Regions from separate parts of the Anser cygnoides genome. Here region 2 is linked to region 1. The links are chromatin contacts, called in public Hi-C maps. All regions are on one chromosome and are shown on one strand. Each heading gives the region's core, a stretch centred on a gene start, on an enhancer-like site or on the middle of the called end of the contact. The rest is flanking DNA. Distances are from core to core; before and after follow the strand shown.

Evidence for each region. Hi-C and Micro-C count contacts between places; a contact is called where the count stands out from the background.
Region 2: a Hi-C map of liver shows a contact between it and region 1, with 5 times the contacts expected there. The contact joins the promoter of LOC106043981 here to the enhancer-like site in region 1. A contact is called at or near these places in 2 of 7 Hi-C or Micro-C datasets (both in liver).

Annotation. Positions count from the first base shown.
Region 1 is chr4:65,049,842-65,053,578 of Taihu_goose_T2T_genome, reverse strand. All of the region lies in intron 2 of LOC106043994 (a long non-coding RNA gene), which reads right to left. Among named protein-coding and RNA genes, the nearest start is that of GC, 20 kb to the left of the region's middle. Within about 2 kb of position 1,633, at least 1 of the 3 cell types and tissues checked has open chromatin away from gene starts, as enhancers often do. A contact at or near this core is called in liver, where this site is marked.
Region 2 is chr4:65,139,695-65,143,431 of Taihu_goose_T2T_genome, reverse strand. LOC106043981 (sulfotransferase 1 family member D1-like) reads right to left here and starts at 1,646. Exons shown (of 7, transcript XM_048073552.2): 1 at 1,502-1,646; 2 at 1,303-1,428; 3 at 1,108-1,205; 4 at 883-1,009; 5 at 693-787; 6 at 401-581; 7 at 21-271. The coding sequence starts at 1,646. The coding sequence ends at 159.

The sequences.
Region 1 (3,737 bases), core at 384-2,883:
CAGGGCACATCTCTGCCAGCACCTCTGTCCCGTGTCCCGCCCCCCGCCTGCTCTCATGTCCCATGTCCTTCCCGAGGAAGAGAGTTCAGGTCAACTTAAAAAGACAGATTCCCAAATTCATCCCTGAATCCAGTAAGACACTCATCTTTGAGGCATTATGAATAGTGTGCTCTGATGACATCTGGGGATGTACACACATCCCTGGCAATTGTTGGCCTATGAAACCTTACACATCAGCCCTCTAGCAGAACTTAATTCAAGGTGCTAATCTAGCAGATCTTTAAGTTCTTCACTCTTTCTCTTTTTTCCTAACAGCACCTTTCAGTCCTTCTTCCTGCTGTGATGCTTCACCCCTTGCCATTATTTTCTTTTTGTACATTTTCTACCATTCCCAGGCGTGCATAGGTGAGGGAGGGGACCACTTTTTGCATTATTTTGAGTTTCCATACACTGCTGGAAGGGCTAAGTGCCTTCTGGTGCTCCTTTTCTTCACATTTTGTTTTTCCCTGGAGGAAAGTGTCATTCTTGGCTGGTTGGAAGGGACGCAGGAATGACAGCATAGAGCCAATATCCCCTTACCTGAAACAAACACGTTTTCATGCAACATGTGTACAAAGTCCTTGTGGTCCTGCCCAGACAAGTTTTCCACTGAAACACTGATGGTGAGGCAGGCAGGAGCATGCAAAATACTCATTCACCAATTTAGGCATCCCATGGCCAGCAAAAGGAGTTCAGAGACACTGAACAGTTCAGTCAACCCTTAAATCACCTAAGACCCTTATCTGTGAGGTGACAGGTGCCATATTTCTTAGTGTGTCATTTTGCATTTTAAATCCTTTCTGTTTATTCTGCACTTCAAACTTGCATGTGACTGGGTCAGCAGAGAGGAATGGGATCCTGTTAACCATTTGTCTGCAAATGCGTTTACCTCTCTCCTGAGAAAGCTGGGTTGATTGCCAAAGGCTAACTAGAAAGCATAAATACTGTATTTACTCATCATTTTCTAGGGCCAGGTTTCTTGATGTCAGCACCAAGGGTTTGAGAGGTCAAGATCTTATATCGTGGGTTTGTGCAGAGGTATGAAGATTCAAAATCACATGGAGGCTATTTTTGAGTGCCCTGCAACCCCTTCTGCATCATTTAATATGTAAAATGTTAGTGAGGTAAGAGCTGGACCACATTGACTCATGTGGCTAAAGCTAACACCTCCTGCTTTCACATCTGGAAAACCGCGAGGCCGAGTGCATTTTGTTTGTGCAAGGAGATCCATGTCCATCCTAACAACAACTTCTGGGCTTGCATGTGCAATTTAAATAATAAGCATATTCATGGAAACAGCTGAGAGCGCTGAAATACTGTTTCAGCCTGCCTGAGAAAAAGGGAATCAGGAGGCTGCATTCATGATGCAGCAACTGGGGAATTTCCAGCAGCAAAGCTTTCTGCCTTCATTGGCTTTGGGCTTACTTGGTGGTAAATCGGTAAAGTCAGGTGTATATATATATATACTCAGGGCTACTTTAAGGGGAGCCTAGTTCTCTAAAGGGCTTTTCTACACATGGTGACTCAGAATAAATAATCTAAATTAATTATGCCACAGCTGTAAAGTAGGTCAGAGATACTGAATGAAAACTCTGTAACAACATTCTCACTTCCTTAGAACAGACCTGACATTCGCTTGATTTACCAAGGACATAAGTGCACAACCAAATAAATAAAACCCGTGAACATGCAGGTTCCTGAAGCCTCAGTCTGAACAATCAGAAACATGACATAAGATAGATGTCAGTGGGGAGGGTGCTGGGAAGTGACTGTGTATTTGGCATCAGCAGTTTACAGCATCTATTTGTACCTGTGTTTGAGACCTGCCTCCAATGTTTGAGTCGAAGGTAAGTACCTGAAAACACACCCATTCTCCTTTACAGACGGTCTGAATTTGCAGGGAGGGGTGTTCTAACGTCTGCCAGAATGAATCCACCACACTCGGTATTCAAGGTTTTGGCTGGGTTTAGGAAAACATTTTGATTCTGTCTTCCAGTTGGCAGATCTCACAGGAGGCTTTCACATGCTTGACAAAGGTTTCAGCGGGGTCAGGCTGTGGATCATGAAAACTGTGACCCTGATGCTGCCTTTGGTCCTGATTCGGGAGCTGTGAAACCAGGGAGTAAACACTGCTCTGCCTGGCTTGCCTGTGCTAACAGCGATGTTGAAATGCCAGATTTGGAGAGAAGTCTTAAATGGGCAGGAAAAAAACGTAAACAAGAACAAGTCGTCTTTCTTTGCTGAACCTCCCCTGCTTACTAAGTGCTATTTATGGGTGAGGAAAATCGTGTAAAATCAGATAACAAAAAAAAGCAGTGGGTGAATCACCATGAGGAGTGCAGAGCCATGAAGATCCATCTTCAAGGATCAGGTTCGTGATGACAAAGTGCATCATTTGTCAGTTATTAGCACTGGTACAGTTTGCATGCTCTTAATTCTAATCTGTTCTCAAAGTAGACAATGTATTTACAAGGACAAGAACTTTCAAGTGATCTTTGTTCCTTACCCCTATGTAAGGGCTTACACAAACCTGCCTGCACACACTGGCTTTGGCTCTTGCAAAACAAGTATTCATCTCCAAGCTGCCACTGTTGCGTATGCAAACGCAGTGACTGCATAAGCAAAAGCAGTCATCCAAGCAAGGCATTGCCTTTGCTCCAGCATTTCAGACAGCACCAGAGCTATGCTGACGAAGAACCCTTGCTGTGTGTGAAATTGGAGGTTACTGTGCAGCCCCCTTGAAACACACCAAACTGCACGTGCACACAAAGAAAAATAGGTTGTTGAAATTTGGTTACTGAAGTTTGCAGTGAGAACCTGAGACTTTTAGCTGGTACAAGTCAGAATAGCTTCACCAAAATCAGGAGGACTATGGTAACTATTTTTGGTCTTTATAAGCCTCAGAGATAATTCAGAGAGCATGACTGGATGCTCTTTAAATATTGTTACTCATGTTTTTTGCTGAAGAATCAGGAATCTCTCAGAAATACATGACATAGACAGTTTCCAAAGAAATAAGCATAGAAAAGTTTGGCTCAAATCGCTTCTTCATTGGCCTTAGATCAGAGATGCTGATTTCTCTGCTACATTTCTTGCTGAGGACTAAATGGAAAGATGAAAGCTTAGGAGAAAATCTGTGAAAATAGCGATATAAACCAGGGCTGACTTACTGGTGTTGGTATCCAACATCCCAACAGAGACTAAAATCCAGTCTGTGGCCCTCCACATGCAATGGGGTTTCTCCCATATCTTCTGTGGAAGAAACTAATCAGACGAAAGGGCATATAAAATCAATGGAGAAACTATTTGCCACCAGCATTGGGTGAAGTCACTGAATAAAAGTTCACCTCCAGAGATCTCGGGACCAAAAGCTAATCTATGGCTCTGTGCAGCTAGCATTACAGCTGTGTAAGCAATGGCTGCTTACTTTTATGGTTGTGGTACTCAGTTCAGAATTACATCCACACTCTTCTAGGCACTGGTTAAACATACAGGAAGACATAATCTCTGTGTCAGTGTTTACAGTGCAAGTGGGTAAGGAGGAGACTATACAGATAACCTGTCAAGCACTGGTCAAAGGTGTCTGTTTTAATCTGGACTTTTTTTCCCCCACCCTCTCCACCAGTACTCATGCATCCACTCCGCCAGGCAATGCTACAACACAACAGGCTCCCTCGCAGCTGAGCAGAGCTGACCTC
Region 2 (3,737 bases), core at 397-2,896, 90 kb before region 1:
TCACAGATGAATGCTCAACCTCTGGCTATTGCAATTTATTATGGGAAGAAAAATGTCCGGCGAGCTCCGGGCTGCAGGAATCCGGTGCTGGCTCCCCATCAGGGCAGGGACCCCTGGGAAGCGCAGGGGGCAGGCAGTGCCCCGGGGGTGGGCGTCCCTCACACCTCCGTCTGGAAGCAGAGTTCTGAGCCCGCCATGTGCTGCTGGTAGTGCCGGTCAAAGCACTCATTCTGCGCCACGGTGAAGTGGTTCTTCCAGTCTCCGGAGATGCCTTTGGGGGTAGGGAGGTGAGAAAGCACGTGGGGCAAAATCTGGCCCCCGCAAACATCTGCTATCTGGGCTGAGGTAGGGCCTGGGACCCACCCTCCCCACTGACCCAGGATCACTGGCCGAAACCTACCTTTCCGCATGAAAGGGGAGAGGCTGTGGTCCATCAGCGAGGAGGGCATGGTCTCATAGTTAGCGGCGGGGTTCTTCTTCATCTCCTGGAAGGAGGTGTGGTGGAGGATCCTCGCCACTGTCTCCTCTGGCACCTCCTTGCCCAGGAACTGCAAGATCTTCTGCACCTCACGCCGTGGGTCCTGTGGGGTGGCAGGGGCAGGGATGCTCAGTGCTGGTGCTCCCCCTAGAAATGGGGGGGGGGGGGGGCAGCCAGGGCAGGTGCAGGCACCCCTCTCTCCAGCCCACCTTACCTTCTTCATGTCCTCGTAGAAGAGGTAGAGGAGCCGTTTCTCCTGCCTCTTCTCCCACCAGCCTCTCACATGCTCATACCAGGACCCGTAGGCCACTGTGGGATGTGGGTTGGGTTAGCCGAAAAGTGGCAAGGAGGAGGACGCCCTCCCCACCAGCATTTTTGTGGGAGCCCAAGCATTCAGCCCCCACCTTTTCCATTCATGAAGGTCTCCAGGAACTCAGCCAGCGTGCCAGGGTCAGGGTGTATCTTGGCCATCTGGTAGAAGTAGTAGTAGGAGATAACAACGTCCTTGGGGTTGCGGGCCATGTAGATTACCTGGGGACAACCGAAGCTGTGGTTGAGGGAACAGGAACAGTGCCCCCTCCCTACTGCCCTGCTGGGGAGAAAGGTCAGGGGCAGCCCCATAGCATTACCTTGCAGTCCTTCTCCTGGAAGGAGGCCGGGAGGAGCTGGACTGGCAGGTGGGTCTTCACCAGCCGCGGGGATGGGGTTTTCTCCAGCAGGTCGACACCTGCAGGAGGGGAGATCAGTGGGATGAGCCCCCTGCTCTGACACCCCCACCCGTGCCCCAGCTCGACCCCTTCCCCCTACAGCCCTCGGCCACTCACCGCTTGGTATCTTGGGGGCCTTCATCTCTAGGAAGGGCACCCGGTTGAAGATGGCATCCCGCCGGCACTTCTCCACGTCACCGTCATGGTAGATCATGTCCAGGATCTCACTCAGCCACGTCGTGCCTGTGGCACAGGGCAGTGTCTCAGGGGCTGCAGGCGCCCCGGCAGCGTCCCCATCCCCCCTAGGTCCACTCACCTGACTTGGGGTAGGTGGCGATCAGCAGGTCATCATGCCGGGCTTGGAAAGCCTCCACCTGCGGCCAGCCCTCTATGAAGGACTTGTAGAAGGGGATGCCGTGGAGGCTTCCCAGATCCTCCCTGCCCACCTCGTCCATCCCCATCGCTGGCAGTGTGTCCCCAAGGCACTGACGCTCTTCTGTGCCTGCGCTCAGGGGAGGGCAAAGTCCACCCTGAATCACGTGCAGCCCCACGGGGCGGCGACAGCCTCCTCACCCGGCCCCCAGCTCGGCTTCCTTCCCCTGTAAAAGTATGGGTGCCACGGACTGCATACGCTGGGGACTTTTGGAGCAAGACAGGCTCGACCCGGGAGAGGAAACGCCTCGTCTGTTTGCTGGACTGCACTGCACAGCCTTGTTTTCTGGCTGTTTCTGTCCGTTGCCGGCTCAATGGTGAGACATGGCTTGGTTGGGGAAGTGAAGGAGGAAATTGGAGGCCGGTGGGTCACTCCATGGGGAGCAGGGTGGTGGGATTTGGGAGCTGGGCCCCAGGGCTGCTGGGGCCCAGCTCCGGCTGTGGAGCTGCATTGGAGGAGACCCAGCCTTACTGCCCGGTGCCGCTTCAGCCTCAGCTCTAGCTGCTGAGGAGCCCTGGCCCCCCCACACCTCTGCAGTCCCAGGGAGATGCTGCCAGTGCATGTTAAAGGCAGTCATTTTAGTATAAACCGTCACAGCTGCACACGGTGTGAATATTGACTAGCTGGTTTGTATTTATTGATTTATTAGTTAGTAACTATTATACTATGTTATACTATGTCTGGAATAGAGAGTGGAGCCTCAGAAGCGTTGTTTTGCCCAGAGACTGTCTCAAACACTGAATTCAGCACGGTGCACATCACCGTCCTGCATTTTGGGGATGATTAAAGCTGCCCCAGCCCCACTCCCCCAGCTACTGTGCTCTCTGGATCTTTAGTTAGGCAACTGCTCAGGTCTCTCTGTGCTCCAGGACATCTACGTGCTCCGGAACATCTTCTGCATGTTCCAGAACATCTTCTGCATGCTCCGTAATGTCTTCTGCATCCTCCGGGACATCTCCTACATGCTCTCGGACGTCTTCTGCGTGCTCCAGGACATCTTCCACGTGCTACAGGATGTCTTCTACTTGCTCTGGGGCATCTGCATGTTCCAGAACATCTTCTGCATGCTCCGTAATGTCTTCTGCATCCTCCAGCACATCTCCTACATGCTCTCGGATGTCTTCTGTGTGCTCCAGGACATCTTCCGCGTGCTATATCATGTCTTCTGCGTGCTCCAGGACATCTTCTGCATGTTCCGGGACATCTCCTGCATACTCCAGGATGTCTTCTGCATGCTCCGGGGCATCTTCTGTGTGCTCCAGGCTGTCTTCTGTAAAATGCGGCAGTTCCAAGATGTGGCCCCTGGCCCTGCCCTCCTGGGCACTGCAGGGAAGGCGGCCACCCCACTGGGAGGGAAATGGAAGCTCCAGTGATAGAATCATAGAATGGCCTGGATTGGAAAGGACCTCAAAGATCATTTCATGCCAACCCCCCTGCCAAAGGTTGGACAAGAGGTGATGGACAATCAAAATGTGGATTGGTTCATGTTTGAGGCTGAAACCTTTTGACATGATGCCATTGTGTTACATGGGAAGAAATGAATGTTCAGTAGAGAATAAAGGCCATATAAACTAAATTAAACCATTAATTTAACATTGGTGGTTGGGAAAGACACACTGTCAGTCAGCCTAGGTCAAGTCAGGGCTGTGAAGTGTGACAAAGCCCCACCTCCACCCTGCCAAAATGCAAGTTTCTCAGCAAGGCCACTGGCCTTTTCCTCTTGGTATGGATCTTTGTGTGCTGGTTCCATTTGTATTTTATAAGCACACCCCTGACCACCTGAACTCCTTTCCTTCCCCTTACTCTCTCTCCTCCACTTTCTTTTGTGCTTTGCCCTTCAGAACCTCATTTTATCATGTTTCTGGTCTTACCTAGAGAAACTTCTTAGAATAGTTCTTTCCTGGCAAACGTTTTCCTAAGGGTCTTCTTACAAATGAAAGCTCTTTTGTCACAGCATTTGCTTGTGTGATGGCAACATGGCATGAAAACATGGCAACACACATGAAAGCCCCAGACCAGAAGAGCCGAAGAGTTAAGGGCCAAAAAGCCCTGCGGGGCAGGGAGGATATTTTGAGTGGAATTTTTCCCAGACTGGAATGGATGTCACAATCACAACTCC